Regions from separate parts of the Sus scrofa genome. Here region 2 is linked to region 1. Evidence: chromatin contacts called from public HiChIP or PLAC-seq data. All regions are on one chromosome and are shown on one strand. Each heading gives the region's core, a stretch centred on a gene start, on an enhancer-like site or on the middle of the called end of the contact. The rest is flanking DNA. Distances are from core to core; before and after follow the strand shown. Region 1 holds the start of PPP1R12C (protein phosphatase 1 regulatory subunit 12C). Region 2 holds the start of RPL28 (60S ribosomal protein L28).

What was found. HiChIP or PLAC-seq counts read pairs in DNA pulled down with a chosen protein or histone mark.
Region 2: a contact with region 1 is called in an H3K27ac HiChIP or PLAC-seq map of alveolar macrophages. The contact joins the promoter of RPL28 here to the promoter of PPP1R12C in region 1. A contact is called at or near these places in 1 of 5 promoter capture datasets (fetal skeletal muscle), 1 of 47 Hi-C or Micro-C datasets (epiblast stem cells) and 1 of 2 datasets of contacts at active chromatin or transcription factors (alveolar macrophages).

What each region holds. Positions count from the first base shown.
Region 1 is chr6:59,344,581-59,349,703 of Sscrofa11.1, reverse strand. It overlaps PPP1R12C (protein phosphatase 1 regulatory subunit 12C), which reads left to right and starts at 2,527. Exons shown (of 20, transcript XR_002344812.1): 1 at 2,527-2,960.
Region 2 is chr6:59,554,464-59,559,586 of Sscrofa11.1, reverse strand. RPL28 (60S ribosomal protein L28) reads right to left here and starts at 3,001. Exons shown (of 5, transcript XM_021095010.1): 1 at 2,867-3,001; 2 at 2,437-2,525; 3 at 2,218-2,341; 4 at 563-681; 5 at 250-385. The coding sequence starts at 2,942. The coding sequence ends at 296. TMEM238 (transmembrane protein 238) reads left to right here and starts at 3,574. Exons shown (of 2, transcript XM_021095016.1): 1 at 3,574-5,123. The coding sequence starts at 4,728.

The sequences.
Region 1 (5,123 bases), core at 1,278-3,777:
AGCGGCTACAGCTCTGATTTGACCCCTAGCCTGGGAACCTCCATGTGCCCCAGGTGCAGCCCTAAAAAAAAGCCAAAAATAAAAGGGAGGCGGGTTCTTTTGTGTAAATAACTCTTCCAAGGACAGCTGAAGTAACTGAAATAAGAACTGACTTCTAATATGCCACCTCATTTTTCTTAGGAGGACGGGAGGGAGTCAGCTTGATACTTTGTAAATGTTCTCAGCACATCCCTTTATTTGAACTGTCTTTATGATGCAGAGGAGTGTTTGTCTTTCTGCCTGTCGCAGGGGAAGAGGGACCAGTCCCTTCTAATCTTTCTGAGGTTATTTTCATCAGCCTGAGGAGGGCCTGAGGTTCCAAGGTTAAGCATCAAAATTCCAGTGTTAGCATTCAGAGAAAACAGCAGGCTTGAGCAGTGAAAAAGCCTTCACCAAGGAAAAGAGACGTGCAGAAGAGAATTTAACGAGTGGAATATGAAAATGCCTGTACAGAGCCAACAGCGCCTGCCTGTGAGAAAGGCATGTACAGCAGCTCCACAACTCAAGAGGCAGAGAGGAAGAGAGCTAGCCCAGGTCCCAGAGCTAGGAAGTGGGTGGAGTCAAGACTCAAACCCGGGCCTGGCTAAATCAGAGCTGGTATTAACCATTTGTCATAAAGAGGTGAAAAGTCTAAATATAGCCGTCAGAAGTAAAGATTGCCAATAGAGCTTGTGGTGGGAACACATCCCATCGTAGGTTGTGGGGGTTAAGTGGAAATTCCATATTATGTCTCCCAAATGAATAAAGGCCGCAAACAGATAGACGCTCTACACCAAAGCTTACAGACACCATAAACACGAGCACCCAAATCAGGTTGCATTCAACTGCAGACGCGATCACAAAACACCCAAAAATCACCGTTTCGCGCAGGCACAGAAATATACATAACCACAGATGGATGATTAATCTCCCTGGGTGTGTAGGTTGAGTGGGACTCAACATCCCAAGAGCTCCCAGGACTGGATCCCCTTCGTGCCCATCCCCACGGTCTCCAGATCTCATGGGATGGATTTGCAGTTTATTTCTTTGCACAGTCCCCCCAACCCACCCCCAAGGACCTCAGAGCCTGTATGTAGGCTGCTCTGACATTCCTTGGAAGAAAAAGAATCTCGCCTGTGTCTGCATTTCAGCACTTTTCTTTGCGATTTTTAGGGGTCTTTGTTCGGGTCTCAAAGTGCGTACCTCTTTCCCAATGAGGATTCAGGTGCAAGGTACTTAAGACGGGGATAGTTTTCTTTTTTCTTTTTTCTTTTCCTTTTGCTCTTTAGGTCCCCACCTTCAGCATATGTAAGTTCCCAGGCTAGGGGTTGAATGGGAGCTGCTGGCCTACCCCACAGCCATAACAACTCAGGGTCCGAGCTGCGTCTGCGACCTGCACCACAGCTCACGGCAACGCCGGATCCTCAATCCACTGAGCAAGGCCTGGAATCGAACACGCAAGCTAAGGTTCATTTCTTGCTTTATGGTGCTACGTACTAGCCCGCCACATCAACTAGAACGCCTCATCTGGACTACAAATCCCAGCATTGCTTGCGAGGATATAGAGCCCGGCCTACACTTCCCAGCGTGCTCCACGCCTCAGGGTGATTGCAATGGCAGAGAGGGCCAGTTTAAGGCTCTGCGGGCATTTTCATTTGTGGATCCTACCTCGCAGGTTCCCTTCCCGATGTGATCCAGGGGTTACTCGGGGACTCTGGACTTATCTTGCCCTCGAATCTTATTTCTTGGGGTGTTTGGGGGCTCTGCCTAGGACTACATTTCCCAGCGCGACCAGCGGCCCATTGTCATGACCTTTGTACCGCATACATAATTTCCCAGCATGCCCTGGGCGGTCACCCAGGAAGGCTTGCAATTTTCTTGATGATCCAAGGGTTGCGGACTCAATTTCCCATAGTATCCTGGTGTTTCCCACGACCTAGAGAATCCGTTCTCTCATTCATTCATTCATTCAAAAAACTATTTCCGATCGCGTTCTACTAGGTACTGGGAACAAGGAAAGCACACAACACAAAAATCCCGGTCTTCCTGGGGCTTATTTCTTGTTGAAGGGCGCGACAAACCCAAAGTAAATAAAGTACATGACATGAAAAAGGGGAAAACGGAAAACTTCTGTACTTTTCGGGTTGTCGAGTCCATTTCCTAGTAGGTCCCCGGGGGCCAGCCCTTCGTCACCTGGATGCTGCGAACGGCATTTCCTGCATGCCCTGGGGCCGACCTCCCGCCTGTAGACTCCACTTCCCAGCACGCCAATCAGATTTCCTTTTGACACCGCGGAGCTGCGAATTTCCCAGTGTGCCTCGGGGCGGGACTATTGCAGAGATCCATTTCCGTTTATGGACTCCACTTCCCAGAGTTCCCCGCGGTCCGCCCTCAGGCGGTTGCCGGTTGCCTCTCCAGCCTGTGGACTCCATTTCCCAGCGGGCCCCGAGTCGGCGTGGTGACGTCACGTGCCGGGCGGGGACCGGTAGATCCTCTGGCGGCGCGGGGCGGGACGCAATTCCCGGCGGCCCGGAGGAGGGCGGGCGTCGGCGACGCCTCGGAGCTGGTCGCTCGCTCGCTCGCTCGCTCGCTTCTTACCTGGCGGGCGAGCGGGCGGCGCGATGTCGGGCGAGGATGGCCCAGGGGCGGGCCCGGGGGCGGCGGCGGCGGCAGCCCGTGAGCGGCGGCGGGAGCAGTTGCGGCAGTGGGGGGCGCGGGCAGGCGCCGAGCCGGGCCCCGGGGAACGGCGCGCCCGTACCGTGCGCTTCGAGCGCGCCGCCGAGTTTCTGGCGGCCTGCGCGGGTGGCGACCTGGACGAGGCGCGCTTGATGCTGCGCGCGGCCGACCCCGACCCTGACGCCGAGCTGGACCCCTCCGCCCCGCCGCCAGCCCGCGCCGTGCTCGACTCCACCAACGCCGACGGCATCAGCGCCCTGCACCAGGTCAGCGCCCCCGCCCGGGCTCCGATCCGCCCTGGGTCTGCGCTGCCTCGAGCACCCTCCCTCCCAGTCCAGAGTCACCCTTGCCAGTCGTGGTCTGCACCGTCGATGCTGCCCCGGTCCTTTATCATCCCGTGCTGAGTCCTTTTCCCATCCCACCCACCTGGAGCTCCCCTCTTCCAGTCCTGAGCCACTTGAACTGGCCTGGTTTTTGCCATCCTGCGCTGCCCTCTCTCCGGACTCGAGCCACTGCTGAGGGCCTCAGGCCAGTCCATCCTCGTCTTGTCTCTTTCGCCCTGCTCTTTCCCCACCTTGAGCGCTCTTAACCAGCCTGGCCCGTGCCACCTCTACTCTGCCATCGAATGCTGCCCCACTTTCTCGAGTCCGCCACTTCTCCCAGCTTCACCGGTACCCACTGTTTCCCCTAGTCCAGGCAGGTACCACTTTCCCTGAGCGTCCTCCTCCTCTCTTCTGGGCCTGTGCTGCTTCTTTTCCCGCTCTCTGGCCTGGGCCGTTTCTTCGGCCAGCCCCCGAGCCTTCCATGCCCTTTCCTTCAGGTTTCTGCTCTTCATCCTTGGTCTCTGCCATCTGTTGCCATGTAAGGGTGCTCTTTCCTGAGCCATCGCCCTCAAGGCGCTCTGCTCCTCAAGTGGATGCTTCCCTCGCCTGGCTCACCTCCTGCTCTCTCTCCTGCCCCCTTCACCTGCGTGCCCTCCTCATTCTCCCTCTGTGCCACCTCTGGCCTTGCACTGTAGGCTCTCTCTTGGGGATGTTTCTCTTTCTCCACACACTTCTCTTTCACTCTGTCCTCTTGCTTTGTGTGGGCCTGCAGCGTTACCCTTTTTTCTGGGCACACTCAGAGCACCCTCCTCTTTCTGGTTCTGGGCCACCTGTCTGTCCTCGGGTCATCTTGCTCTCTCTGCCTGGATGCCCTCCTGTGGCTTTGGGCAGCTTCTCCCTCCTTCAGAGTGCACCGCCAGTTCTCCTAGGCCCGGTCACTTCCCCTTCCCAGGGGACCTAGAGCCCTGCTAGGTCCTCTCTCTCCACAACCTGGGCCCCCAAACCTTTCCAAAACACCTTGCTTTCTGCCTCCATTGGTCTTGTGTTCCAGAGCCAGAGTCACTATATGTCCCAGAACCAGGATTCCCTCTGGTTCTGAGGGCTTTTATCGCATCCCCTGCCTGGCTGCAGTGGGTCTTTGGGGACAGGCCACAGAAGAGCCTCTACTCCTCCCTCTGTCCCCGAGGCTGTCTCCCTCCCAGTCTTCCCAGCTCAGGCCAGTCCCCAGGCCTCTCTTCCCTGCCAGAGCCCGTCAGGTTCGGTTACTTTGGGGCCCAGAGAGGACCCTGTGAAGGAAGCGTGGGTAGGGGCACGGGAATGGGGAGGATGCCTGAAGAGGCCCCCTTAGCCAGAAGAGGAGCAGAAGAGGAGCAGGTACCCAGAAGAGGAGCAGTTCAGGGAAATAGAAGAGTCCCGAGCTCTTTTTTTTTTTTTTTTTTATTTCTTTTCTTTTCTTTTCTTTTTATGGCAGCATCCGTGGTATATGGAGGTTCCCAGCCTAGGGGTCAGATCATACCTGCAACTGCCAGCCTACACCACAGCCACAGCACTCAGGATCCGAGCTGCATCTGCGGCTTACGCCACAGGTCACAGCAACGCTGGATCCTTAACCCACTGAATGAGGCCAGGGATTGAACCTGCAACCTCATGCACACTATGCTGGGGTCTTAATCGGCTGAGCCACAACAGGAACTCTCTAGTCCTTAGTTCTTTTTTTCAGTTTTTTGTCTTTTTAGGGCCACACCTGCGGCATATGGAGGTTCCCAGGCTAGGGGTCTAATCAGAGCTGTTGCTGTCGGCCTACACCACAGCCACAGCAATGCCAGATCTGAGCTGAGTCTGCGACTTACACCACAACTCATGGCAATGCCGGGTCCTTAACCTACTGAGTGAGGCTGGGGATCAAACCCGCAACCTTGGGAACCCCTAGTCCTTTGTTCTGATCTCAGCTCCTCAGCTCTTTTGTGGCCTTGAAATAGTGCCTTTTCTCTCTGTGCCTCAGGTTTCTTAGCTGTTAGCAGGGCCAGTAGCCAGGCTCTCCCTGGTGGGGCTCTGGCACATCCTTCAGCAAGTGCCATAGGCATTCAGTTGGGGAGTTGCAGCCCC
Region 2 (5,123 bases), core at 1,752-4,251, 210 kb before region 1:
GGCCACACTGCCAACACAACCACAAAACTATAAACACAGAAGAACACTCAGGAGATTGAGGCTGTTAAAAACCAACCCCTTTAGGTCCTTCTTGAAGCTCTGTCACGCATTAGCAGGCTGTGAGAATGTGATGCTCCAGACCCAACACTGTGCGGCCCCGTGTGGTCCCAGTGGGTGGGAGAAGGCCTGGGGACGGGGCCTGGGTGAGAGACGCAGGGGGCAGGGCACAGGAGCTGCACGCACCCGAAGGCAAGGAGAAGACTGTTGTCTTTATTGCTTTGGGGAAGGGCAGGGCTCAGGCGCTCTTGGTGGGGCGGGTCCGCTTCCTCTTCACCATCACTGGCTTCTGGCTGCGCAGGATGGCGCTGGCTCTGCGGATGGCGGCCTGGGAGGCAAGGCTGGCTCAGTGCACCCACCCCACGAGCTGGGACCCTGCCCCACTCCAGGAGGATAATGGTGCCCCTTCTCCAGAAAGCCGCCCCTCCCAGCACTGGCTGGGCTCTCTGGGCGCCCACGGAGTCACCCCCCGTACCTGCCACGGCCTCACTGGGCTCCCACTCACCATGCGCAAATCCGGGCGGTACTTGTTCTTTCGGATCATGTGCCGGATGCTGCTGAGAGTGGCTCGGGCGTTCTTGTTGATGGTGGTCCGCACGTAGGAAGTGGCCGGCTTTCGCTGGCCTGGTGGGAGAAGGGAGAAGAGAGCCCCCAGGGGTCAGTCGGGTGGTCTGGTCCTCTGTGCCCACCCCTAGTGCGAGGGTACGATCTCACCCAGAGGACCTGGGTGGGTGCCTGGGCTGTGTGAGCCTGCACATGGTGCCCCATCTCTGGGCATCAATTTATAGGACGATGGCAGGCGAGGCCCAGCACCTGTACAGGTGTGTCTTCCCCACCCAGCTGTGCAGACACAGCACTGCTCGTCTCACAGCACAGATTTAGAAGCAGAAGCAACGGGGACTCCCTTGTCCACATGCACACAGCAGTTATCAGAATCTGAGAAGCCCAGCTGAGGCGGGCATTCGCAGCACTATGGCAGCCAGGGAGTGGGCACTCCCCAGAAAGCAGCTCTGGCTCCTCTCCCTTCTGCACCCTCCAGGGCCCAAGACAACTCCTCTGCACCAAATGTCTAATACGCCACACTGTGAGGCCTGGCTCTGATGCTGGGGTGATGCTGGACCACGGGAAGACCAGGGGCAATTAAGAGTCCTAGGGTAAGCCCTCACCTGAGCACAAGTGAGCCTGGACTCCACTGCCCAGGATAAAAGAAAAACACCCCCTTTACCGTGTCACAGGGCTGATGGGGTCCCACGCTCCTGGTTTCCCCCAAGAAGCCAAGGACCCATGCCATAGAGAAGGTTTATGTTACCTCCTCAGGTCAAGCCAGTTTCTGACTACCCAGAAAGGGCCACCCGACAATTCAAGAAGAGAAAGCAAAGCCTTGGGGGCTCAACACACCAGAACAGGGTTCTCAGGAGTGTGGGAAGCTGGGAAGCTCAACAGCACAAGGAACTGGCTGCTCGTGGGGCTGCTTCGCAGGGAAGGGGCTATCCCTTCCCCTCTGAGATGGAGGCAACAGGTGTGGTCACTGCTGTCACTGAACCAAGACACTGGACTCAACCCAAACGGAAACTGGCCCTCACAAGAGACGGAGGAAAAACTTTTCCTATCTCAAACCCTCCACCCCGAAAAACAAAAAGATAGCTGTGATACCCTGCCTCTTCTTGACTCCGAGTCTAAATAAAAAGGCCTGGCCGCGCCTGAGAGCGGTTTAGGGGGGTGGGAGGCTAAGCATCCCTTCTGAGTCCTTGCAGCCACAAAGGGGGTCACGCCACTGCCTCAGACCCAAGCTGTCACTTCCTACACGTGGGAGCTAGAAAGGCCCCCACCTGTCTGCCCAATTTTCCCACCCTTTGAGACTGACATTCACTGAGCTGTTTTAAAGACTTATCCTAAACACAACACTGAATCATACCTCCCCGAAACATAAATCCTGGTGAGGGGACAACTTGAGGACCTATTCATGACTTTTCAAACGATGAAACAAGCAAAGCAGCCTGGCCAGCTCATACAGGGGGAGGGCAAGCTTGAAGAGCCAGCTTCCCAGGCAACTGTCCTGACCCCAAGAAACCTTAGTGCTGCTGCCCGACACTGAGAAACCATAGCTCCTCGCCCGTGTGGGGGGGTCTGTCGCCCGGCCGAGCCAGGGCAGATGCTTACCGGATCTCCGCTTCATCACCACCACGACCCCTTTGCCGTCCGCCGCCGGCTCCACGCCCACGGTCTTGTGGTGAATCAGCCCGTTGTAGCGGAAGGAGTTGCGGGCCTTCAGGTTATTGGGTTCCTGGGAAGCGGGACACATGGCGGTCGCGAAAGGGGCCAGGGCCCAGCGGTCGTAAAGGTCCCTCCCTCAGACCCAGGCGTCGGGGCCCCACTTACGGTGCTGTACGTCTGCTTGTTCCTCTTGATGAGGAAGCTGGAGCAGTTCCGCACCACCATCCATTGCAGGTGCGCGGACATAACGGCAGCTGCGGAGGAAGGGGCCCGGGAAATGTCAAGGGAGCAGCAGGCCGACGGTGAACAACAGGGGAAGGCCGCGTGTGGGGACCTGGGGAATGGGGGAACCGTGTGGGCCGAGAGCGCTTAGAAATCTGCCAGGCGGGGCTGGGCGGCCTAAGGTAGAGGAGCTGAACTTAGGCGGCCGAGACTACGAGCGACAAGAAAATGAAAATGCACAGCGACCTAGGGCGGCGGGGCTCGGGGGCAGCCAGGGAGGCGAGCGGCGCAGCGAGAGAGGCCAGGCAAGGGCACAGACCCACGGCGGCGGGCGCGAGACGGCCACGCGGGCGGACAAGAGGCCGCACCTCACCTCCTCTCCGTGCGGCGGCCGGAGACGGAAAGAGACACGCCGGGGGCGGAGCGACGCTTTTAATACCCACACGCATTTCCGCTTCCTCTCTGGGCACGCGCGTCGACTGTCCCCCGCCTCTCCCCTCCCGTCTCCGAACCAGCTCGGCAACGCTCGGCTATTTCCGCCAGCCCGTCGCAAAACCCTTCGGGGATTTTCGGAACTCTTCGGCTAGGGACCCGAGGGCGTGTTCTCGACGCGGAAGGGGACAGTTTGGATAGCCCTTCTTGTGTTGTCGGAAGCCCACGGCTGGGTTTCCGATTGTGTCCACCTCTAGAAGCCCCACGGCCCCTTCCTCAGCGGCCTCTTCCAATATTGCCACCCATTGCTGGCCACAGAATGGATGCTCAACTCAATAAATATTTGTTTTATGAAGGAACGTGAGAGTGCCTGAACTATTAAAACCTAGCTCTGCTCCATAGTCTTCGGGTGCTTCCAGTCTTCTTCGTAGGCCCTCGGCTATTCCCGAAGAAGGTAGTTAAGTAGTTTCGGACATTTTCGAAACTCTCCGGAAACGCTCTTCGGAGGGGCGGCCGCCTTCCCACTTATTGGCCCGTGCCCCTTCGGATCTGCTCGGAAACAGTCGATCTCCAATCGGCTACGTTCGGAACCCCTCGGCTAACTCCAGGAACCCCCTGTTATTTCCCCCTCCCCAGGGCCGTCTTAAAATTAAATCCAGAGCTATTTGAGTCTAGAGAGAAGCCTGACGGAACCTTCTCGCAGACTGTCTCCGCAGGGAACCGTGGATTTCCTCTTAAGGGCGAGTTGCGTTTGGAGGAAAAGATTTGTCTGGGAAAGCTCTTGGTTCCTTGAGGGTTTCCATACTTGTTTGCCCTGCCTCTTCCCTGTGCCCCGCGGCCTCCCCCATCCTCCTCCAGCCTGCCCCATGTCACCTGTTACACTTTATAGACGTTTGTTTTCTGTCGTCAGGGTCATCTTTAAGGAGCAGGAACCTTGCCTGATATATCTCTGTGTCTTCGGCCTGACCAGCACAGAGACTCCAAGGGAACAAAAGGAATGACAGTCCCTTGGCACCCCATTAGCGCGCTTTGATGTGATCATGTCCAGCAACTCCTCGAGGGGAGGGCAGGGACCTTGTCTGGTCCATCTCTCTGTGCACCTGGACTTCGCGAGTAATACATCCTGAGAGTCTAAAGACCCCAGGAGAAACCTGAGCCAACGGGAATGTTGGGGGTTACCCTCCTGCCTTCATCACGGAGCTCTGATCCGATGGTGGCGGCAGAGTTCCTGTGAGTGTCTGATCCGCCTTTGCGATCATTAATCATTCGCTCTGGGCCACACAGGAGGCCGGCAGTGACTGAGAGCAGCCTCAGCTCCACGGAGCCGTTTCCTTCCTTAAGGCACTCTGTTGACTCCCTGCCTCCCAGAGTTCCTTGAGGTTCAGGGCCTTGTCTGATCCTTCTTTTTCACCCCATCTGTTCCCACTGGTGCACCGGGGGCGGAGGCGCCTGGAGGTAGGCACTGAACAGAAACTATGCTCGGGCTCCCAGAGCGCCCTACGTTGCCTCCACTAGAACACCCTGAATTTTGACCATGCGCTGCTCCGAGTTCCTTGGGATACAGAGGCCGCACGCATCTTTGCGTCCCGCTGTTCCCAGCATAGGCTTCTGAAGGCCAGGTCCTGCCCAGAAAACACAGCTAGATCGCCTCCGGGCCAGGCCAGTCTGTACTGCTCAGGTGACCAGGCGGGAGCCGGGCACACCTGGCGCGGTCCCCTGACCCCGCCCCGGGCCGGGCCGCGCCCGGAACGCGGAAAGCTCTCGGTCGGAGCCAGCGGCGGCGGCGGCGGCGGAGCACGGCCATGGCGGCGGCGCCGGCGGTAGGCGCCTCGCAGGGGGCCCCGCCGGGCGCACCGTTCCCGCCGGCGGGCGCGCCGGTGCCCTCGTCCGGCCTGGGCCGCTGCCGGATGGCGCTGCTCCTCGCCGTGGCGCTGGACGTGGCGGGCATGGCGGCGCTGCTGACCGGCGTGTTCGCGCAGCTGCAGGTGCGCGGCCGGGACTTCGGCGACCTGCTCATCTACTCGGGCGCGCTGCTCGTCTTCCTGAGCCTGCTCGGCTGGATCCTCTGGTACACCGGCAACATCGAGATCTCGCGCCAGGAGCTCGAGCGCGACTACGGCCTGCGGCCCTCGGCGCTCGCCCGCCTCGCGCGAAAGCTCTCCCGCCGCTGGTCGGCGCCAGCTTCCTCCGCGGCGGGC